Linked DNA regions of Sus scrofa: region 2 is linked to region 1. The links are chromatin contacts, called in public Hi-C maps. All regions are on one chromosome and are shown on one strand. Each heading gives the region's core, a stretch centred on a gene start, on an enhancer-like site or on the middle of the called end of the contact. The rest is flanking DNA. Distances are from core to core; before and after follow the strand shown.

Region 1 (4,192 bases), core at 1,440-3,939:
CTGTCCCATCTCCTCCTCTGCCTCTGATCCTCCTGCCTCCCCATGATAAGAACTCTTGGGATGACATGTAGGACCCACCCAAGGAACCAGGATGCTCTCCCATCTAAGACTTTCAACTCAGTCACACCTGCCACGTCCCTTTTGCTATGAATATGTAAGGCAACATATTTGCATGTTCTAGAAATTAGGATGTGGACATCTTTGGGGGCCCAGTATCCAGCCTACTATATATATATACTATGTACACTGACGTACAAGTCCCTCTATCTACAATACTATTTACATATATTATTATACATCATACCATATAATATGTATGTACATATAACATGTCATTGTATATGACATGACATTTTTATACCTGTGATAGAATGGTAGCCTAGATGAGAACACCTCAGAGTTACCCTACAAAAGCGATAGCCTTTCCAATGACCTGTAAGAAGGGTGATAGTATAACTTTCCATCCATAGCAGGACACACAGAGTGACAACGAATCCTATTAATTATTCCAGAATAGGAGTTCCCATCGTGGCTCAGTGGCTAACGAATCCGACTAGGAACCATGAGGTTGAGGGTTCGATACCTGGCTTCGCTCAATGGGTTAAGGATCTGGCGTTGTTGCCGTGAACTGTGGTGTAGGTCGCAGACGTGGCTTGGATCATGCATTGCTGTGGCTCTGGTGTAGGCCGGCAACTACAGCTCTAATTCGACCCCTAGCCTGGGAACCTCCATATGCCGCAGGTGCGGCCCTAGAAAAAGGCAAAAAAAAATAATAATAATAATAATTCCAGAATACCAGCCATAAACCAGACCAGAGGGTCACGCTGCTTCTAAGGCCCTATGTGATCTGCCTCCTCATCTCATCGCCTTCCGACCACCCTGGCCCTTCCACTTTCCGATAACACACCAGGCACACACCTGCCACAGGGCCTTTGCACAGCTGTTTCCTCTGCCTGGAAGGCTCCTGACACTTTATCCACCTGCCTCTGAGGCGCCTCTTCCCTCAATGTCCCTTCGTGGCGGAGGCTTCTCGGCACTATGTGCAAAGTCACATCCTGCTCAACTTACACTCCCCGTCCCCCTTCCCTGCCCTCGTCGCCTCTGCATCCCCCATGGCGACTCTGTAACATATCTTGTGTTTTGATCATTTCTCACCTGCCTCATCCTTTGCAGGGGGAGCTCCCCAGGACAGGGATCTTGGTTGACTTGGCTCACTGCTCTACCCTCACCACTTGGAAGAGCACGTGGCTCAGATTTGGCACTCATGGTAGATTCACGGAATGAACGTGCTTGACCAGCGGACTTAAGGCTCACGGGTACGCTCTATAGGCGATTTGGGCATGACACGGGTGCCTGACAGAGCCAAATTATGTGGAAGTCTGGCTGTGCACAGGTCCATGGATGGGCAGTGGAGCAGACAGTATATTGCAGCCCGTGTGAAGATCTGGGGGAGGCTGTGTTGGGCACAAGGAAGAGACAGGGACCTGAAAAAAAAAATACACAGGGGCCTCAAGGGCTTCTGGAAGTTTCTCTGTAGGAGGATGGAGGATCCTAAATGGACATGTGGATCCAAGATGATCTAAAAACATGCACCCTGGCCTGTGGGTGGCTAGGGGACCCTGATGCTTGTGGGGAAAGGGGGCCTGGGTGGGCAGCTTGGGGGTCTGGAGAGACAGAGATGAGTCTTGGATCAGCAAAGCCCCCAGTTCTTTCCCTCTGCCTCCCCCATCCTCTGCCCTCCAATCTGTGCCATCTCCCCCCAGCTTCTAGCCCTTCACCTCTGTGTACCCCCCATCTTTTGCGGTCCCCGCCTCTGTTCCTCTTTGTCTCTCTTTGTCTGTCTCCAGCTCTCCTTCTACCTGGCTCTGTTTTGTTCTCTGCCGCCCCCAGCCCCGTGCCCCTTTCCAATGCTCCCTCAGGTGGTTTTCCTCCTGCTCTCTGACCCCGCATCCTTTCCCTGCCCTCTCCCCCGCTGTGCCTCGCCTGTGACATCTTGCCCCTCTCTGCCCCATCCCTCTCTTTTTCTCCATTTCTCTCCCCCACTGCTCTGTCTCTCTCGGCTGTCCCCTCCTTTCCTTAAGGTCTCTCCCCGTCTCTGGCTCTGTTTTCTGGGTTCGTCTCTTCCCATCTGTCTCTCCATGGCTCCCTGCCTCCTTTCTCCCGCAACACCCTGTCTCTCCAGCTCTCTTGCCTCCGTCTCCATCTCTGTCTCTGGGTTTCTCCACCTCCCTGTCTCTCTGTCCCCCTGCTCTCCTTTCCTTCTTTCTCTCCTGTCTCTGCCCACCTGGACGTGTGCCCCAATCTCCCTCTTTCGCCCCAGCCCTGTTTCTGCTGGGCTCCATTTCCCCCCACCCCCCACCCCGCCGCGGTCCGTCTCTTTTCCCAACTCGACTCGGATGGATTTCATTTCCCTTTGTGTAGCTCCAGCTCTGCCCCTGCCTCGCTGCGCCGCATCGCTCTCCCTCCATCCTGTCTCCTGCATCCTTCCATCCCTCCCAGCATCCTCCCACCTCCTCGCCATCCCTCCAGCTCCCAGGCCCGCCCCCTGCCCCGCTCCCCCCTCCCCCCTCCGAAAGGGTTAACTTTGGGGAAGGGCCCGGAGTCCCCGGATGGTGATGTCAGCGTGCCGGAGAGAAAGGACGAGGTGGCGGGGGGAGGCGGAGAGGAGGAGGAGGCGGAGGAGAGAGGGCGCGTGGGGGGGCGGGGGGACCTCGGCCTGCAGCATCCGCCGGCCCGCACCTCAGACCCCCCCGGCGGGGGGAGGCGCAGGAAGAGAGGGGCCGGCCAGAGAAGGCCTGGGGAGGGGGGGCCGCGCAGCCCCCCCCGGGCCATGCTGACTCCCGGGGCCTGACCCCCCCGGGCCAGCCCCCCCTCCCCCAGCTTCGCGGCCCGCCGACTGGGGGGGCCCGGCCCAGCCCCCTGGGGACCCCCGGAGAGGTGGGGGGCAGCCGGGGGGGCCGGGACGGAGCGGTCGCCGGCCCCCACCGGAGGGACGGGGCTACCGGCCGCAGGGGGGGCGGCCGGGGGGCCGGTCGGGCCGGTACCAAGGGCATCATGTCGTCTGGGGGCAAGGAGGGGGGCGGGGGCTCCCCCGCCTACCACCTCCCGCACCCACACCCACACCCACCCCAGCACGCCCAATATGTGGGCCCCTATCGGCTGGAGAAGACGCTGGGCAAAGGGCAGACAGGTGAGCCAGGGGAGGCGACACCGGGGGCCGGGGGCGAGGGGAGATGAGGGGCAGAGGGCGGGACTCCTGGGGATTCAAACGGCAAAGGCTGGCTACCCAGACCCCTGAGAGAAGGGACTCGGGATCTAGACTGCCTGGTCCCCACGATGGAGGTGGGTGAGGGCTCAGACTCTGGGGTCCTGGGGAGGAGGAGGCCCGGGGATCAGAGCTCCTGGGGGAAGGTGCTAGGGCCCAAAGGTGTGTGTGGGGGGGTTCTGGGACCACAGTGGGAAAGGGAGGCGGGCCTGCAGCCAGGATCCAGGCCAGGAGCTGAGGTCCTTGCTGCAGTACAGCCGCAGGCTGGGGTGAGGTGCGAGATGAGGGTGCGCCGCGGGAAGCTTCTTCCCTCTGCACGGACCTCTGGCCGAGGAGGGCCTCTGTCCTGGGGAGGGGGACAGGGGAAGTAAGGCTGGGGTCATGGGCTATAGCATTCTGACCCCTCTGCAGCATCCTGGCTCAGGGTGGGCACCAGGACTGGAGAGGTAGAAAGGTGAATTCAGGAGGCAGATCCCTTGGCGGTGGCTGTGGACGTGCAGGCGGGGGTCTTTTCGCTCTGACCTCTCTCCTGCCCGGTGGGAGGTGGGTGTAAGAGGGAGCTGAACACCTGTGTCCTGGTCAGGAAGTTCAGGATTGAGCCTCTGGTCTCTATGAAGCTGAGGGCCAGGCCCGGGAAAGGGTCAGACCCCATATCCTAGTGCCAAAAGTGTGAAGGTGTTGTTGACCTGATTCCTGAGTTGTGGGGAAGGAAGGGGTTGCAGGCCTGCCTTTGGGGGTCTGAGGGCGGAGGGGCTGGGCATCTGAACTCCTGGGTCTGTGGCTTTGGGGCTTTCCCTTGGGGAGGGGGCACACTCAGGGTTTGCATGTTCCCAGCTGCAACTGTTATGAAACGAGCAAAGAAGGGGATGGAGAGGCCGGGGTTTGAGAGGAAGTGGAGGAGGATGGTCTGGGAGAAGGGCAATCATA
Region 2 (4,206 bases), core at 1,689-4,188, 270 kb after region 1:
GGCTGGCTATGACCCTCTGGCTTTGAAGTGATAGGATCCCGCTGTGTGTCTTCTGCCTGAGGATGGGTGGGCATCCTAGGTTCAGTGCAATCCATTGAGGTAGGCAAGGTTCCATCCTGGTCCACCCTGGGCCCCAAGATAGTCCAGGGTTCTGCCCCTTCCACTCAACCCTGGTCCCCTGTCTGCAGGGCCCAGGCTCTGCTGCGATAAGCTGGGTCTTCCACAGAGACAGGCAAGCAGGGCAGCAAACAGGGGAATGAAATCCGGCCCGTGTTCCTGGCATTTAGCTGGGCATCCATAGGGCTGTGTCGGTGCCTTTCTCTGAATCCCACAGGGGCACTGTGTGGTGAGCCTCCAGAACCTGGTTCTGCCCCTGCTCGCCCACACGGGCCGCTCACTGCCATCTCCCTTAGCTCTCACGTCCTCTCTCTCCGACCACTGCCTCCTTTTCCCTCCCACCCACCCATTCCCCTGCGCCTGCCACCCACTTCCCACGGGCCTGCTCTCCCAGACTACTGGTCGACCTCCACCTTCACTTGGGCCGTCTCCCCGCGCCCCTCTTCCAGAGTGTTTCCTGCCCCCCACCCACGCCCCGGCCCCTCGGCCCCCGATGCCGGCTGGCTTCCAGAGTCTCCCAGCCCAGGCCCCGGCCCGTGGAAGTGGGTGCGCTGGTGCTTGCGGAAGTTGGAGGAGTTGTTGAAGGTGCGATCACAGAGGGTGCAGCGGAAGGGCCGCTCGCCGGTGTGGATGCGCGCGTGGCCGCTCAGCACCGAGGACTGGGTGAAGCCCTTGCCGCACACGCCGCAGTGGTAGGGCCGCTCGCCCGTGTGCACCCGCTCGTGGTCGCGCATGTCTGAGGAGCGGCGGAAGGGCTTGGCGCAGAACCTGCAGGCGAAAGGCTTCCCCACCGCCGCGCCTGCCGCCGCCGCGGCCATCACCACCTCCGACCTCTCCTGCGCCAGGCCGGGCCGCTGTTCCCGAGCCGCCGCCGCCTCTGGAGGCCGTTGCGAGGTCCCCGGCTCCACCCCGTGTCGGTGCTGGTGCCGCAGCAGAGGCGCCAGGGCCTTGAAGGCCCGGGGGCAGAGCGGGCAGCGGTAGGGCCGCTCTCCCGTGTGCAGGCTGTAGTGGGCACGGAGGCTGGCGGGCCCTGGACAGCTGCGGCCACAGACGTGACACCGGCTCGGGTCCCCACCCTGCCCGCCGCCCTCAGCTCCCGCCAAGTGGCCATGTTCGTGGAACAGCAGCTCGGAGACCAGCCGGAAGACAGCTGGGCACAAGGCACAGTGGAGAGAACCTGGCTCTGGGGGCTCAGGTACCAGCGTGGTGTCGGTCACCTTCACCACCTGGATCTCGACGAGGTCGCTCGGGGGGGTGGCCGGGCGGCCATCATCAGGCACCAGGACCTGGGTGAGGGGGAGAAGAAACAGAGGAGCCTGTGGCCTCTGCCTCAAGGCCTCCCCACCTGATTATTAAAACACCTCCCTTTTGTAGCATGCTGGATCCCTCGATTTCTAGATTCAGCTCTCCGCTGCTTCCCCGGCCCGGGATTCTGTTACGTGCCTTTGAAGACTTCCCCTCCCGTCTGAAATGGTCCACAGATCCAGCCATCTCTCTCCTCCATCCCAGTGAAAAGCCAATTACCTCACTGCACCTTTTTTTTTTTTTTTTTTTTTTTTGAGGGGGCCTCCCTCGCAGCAGGCCTATGATCCTGGGCCAGGGATTGAACCCGTGCCACAGCAGCGACCCAAGGTGCCACAGCAGCGACCCAAGGTGCCACAGCAGCAACGCAAGCTGCCACAGCACCAACGTGGAATCCTCGGGCCACTGGGGAACTTCATAAGGCAAACATTCTTTGCCAAGTGTCCTGAACCTCTGACTGCCTCTGGTCCTCTGCCTGGCTCCCTCATAACCCATTTTCCCAAAGCAGCCTTAATGACCTTTTGAAAACGGGAACAGATGGAAGTCATTTTCCCATTCGCAACCCTCCCATGACACCCACTGCACTTAAAATCCAAAGCCTTAATTCATATCCATCACGATCTGCCTCCCGCTTATCTCTCTGGCCCCAGTGTAAATATAAGCCGGCACACAGCTGACTTCTCTCTCGACTAAATTTAGCTCCCCTCCGCGCCGCTCTATCAGCTCACTCTTTATCGAACATAACACAATAAGACTTCTTTATTGTCTCTCTCCTCTTCTGGGCTGCAAGCTCCAAGAGGATAGTTTATTTGCCGCCTTCACCTCTCCATCTGTCTAGCCCAAGTGGGAGCACAGTAAATGTCTGCTGAATGAAAGACTGTCCTCAGATACGCTCTCAGCCTGAGTGGGGTCCAAAGGCAGCTGGAGCAGGCACTTCTGCCCCCAAATCCTCTCTTGGGTAGCACTTAGACTCTTGCAGAATCATCCCCCTACCCCGAAGTGGGTGACCCAACCATAACCCCACACCCTTCTCTTCCAGGGTCACCTTCCCAACCTTCCACCCAGGTTCCGGAACCCTAAAATTCATGAGGTCCCGCCCTCTGAAGGCTCCGCCCCCTCATTAGACAAACTCAATCCCTCGGACTCCTCGCTCGGGTGGATCCCTCTCCAGTTCTGACTTGGCCCGCCCACCCTCCTCCTCCGGCCACGCCCCTCCAACCTCACACCGCCCCCACGAGAAGCCCCGCCCCCAGGGCCATAGCCCTAAATACCTCCCCCGCCCAGCTCTAAGCCCCACCCCCACCCCTGCGACCTCCTGCCGCCTAGAGCCCCCGCGCCGGGGCCCTTCCTCGCCCGCACCAGGTCCGGAGGTTCCGGGGATCGCGGCTCCGGGCCCGCTGAGCTCAGACTCGGCGACTCCGGGCGCGCGGCAGCCATCTTGTCCCCAGGCCCCGCCCCCAATGCCAGAGGTCAATCCGGAGGGGGTGGGGCCTAGGCTGGCGTCGGGGCCCCGCGCAGGCGGCCTGGAGGAGGGGCGGGGCTTCCCGGGAGCTGGCTCTCTCCATCCCCAGGGAGAAAGTGGTGAATTTCTTCCTAATTGCCTGTCAGTGCCCCCAAGAGACAGCCTGCGTGGGGCGCTGGGGTGGCTCTGAGCTAATTCTTTTGTGTACGTGTCTTTTTAGGGCGAACCCGCAGCGTATAGAGGTTCCCAGACTAGGAATCGAATCGCAACTGCACCTGCCGGCCTGCACCACAGCCACAGCAACGCTGGATCCTTAACCCCCTGAGCGGAACCACGGATCCCTCCTGATTTTGTCGGGTTCGTTTGTGCCAGGCCACGACGGGAACTCTCCTGTGAGCTAATTCTAATTTCTTTTTTTTTTTTTTTTTTTTGGTCTTTTTGCTATTTCTTGGGCCGCTCCCACGGCATATGGAGGTTCCCAGGCCAGGGGTCTAATCGGAGCTGTAGCCACAGGCCTACGCCAGAGCCACAGCAACGCGGGATCCGAGCCGCGTCTGCAACCTACACCACAGCTCACGGCAACGCCGGATCGTTAACCCACTGAGCAAGGGCAGGGACCGAACCTGCAACCTCATGGTTCCTAGTCGGATTCGCTAACCACTGCGCCACGACGGGAACTCCCTAATTTCTCTTTTTAATCTCCATGAGTAGGCTCTGGCGGTCACTTGACACCAGAATTGAACAACCTTTGTTGTGTTCACACTACACGTTTTTGTGGTCACCTACTCCCTGGTTCGAGATAACTCAGTGAGGCAAAGGTTACAAATGTAAGGACTTTTAAGTCCCTTTGCAAAAATATACTGAACCGACTGCCACACTAGTGGTACTGGGATTCATTAGCAAGTATCCACAGGTTGTGTGAAGTTTGGGAAATGCGCCTTTGAAGGCAAGAGCCCAAGGGCAGGGGTTTTCGGCAGTTACAAGGACAGGGCTGAGGGCTCAGCTGTCCAGTTACTCGTTCCTTGGCCCGGCTGTGTGACCTTGGAGAGGTCATCGCGCTACTTCTGACCATGCCTGCATTTATGCATACATCTGTAGAGGGTTGCGAAACCCACTAAAACAGAGAGATGCGAGATCGCTGGAACACTCTTAAATTGTTTTCCTGGAAGGGCAGGGTGGATGACTGAACGTGACGATCATGCGCAAATTCGGTTCTCCCTCTTTAGGGAACATGATAGGGTTGTATTTTCCTTTGCAGTTAGACGTGGCCACGTGGTTTTCTTTGCCCAGTGAAATGACAGTGGAAGCGGTAGGTGTCCACTTCA

Evidence for each region. Hi-C and Micro-C count contacts between places; a contact is called where the count stands out from the background.
Region 2: a Hi-C map of liver shows a contact between it and region 1, with 4 times the contacts expected there. The contact joins the promoter of ZNF581 here to the promoter of BRSK1 in region 1. A contact is called at or near these places in 4 of 47 Hi-C or Micro-C datasets (fetal skeletal muscle, liver, mesenteric adipose tissue and 1 more).

Annotation. Positions count from the first base shown.
Region 1 is chr6:59,465,600-59,469,791 of Sscrofa11.1, forward strand. BRSK1 (serine/threonine-protein kinase BRSK1) reads left to right here and starts at 2,690. Exons shown (of 19, transcript XM_021094996.1): 1 at 2,690-3,190. The coding sequence starts at 3,055.
Region 2 is chr6:59,738,474-59,742,679 of Sscrofa11.1, forward strand. ZNF581 (zinc finger protein 581) reads left to right here and starts at 2,939. Exons shown (of 5, transcript XM_021095062.1): 1 at 2,939-3,022; 2 at 4,140-4,206. It overlaps ZNF784 (zinc finger protein 784), which reads right to left and starts at 2,892. Exons shown (of 2, transcript XM_003356071.4): 1 at 2,779-2,892; 2 at 1-1,403. The coding sequence starts at 2,856. The coding sequence ends at 513.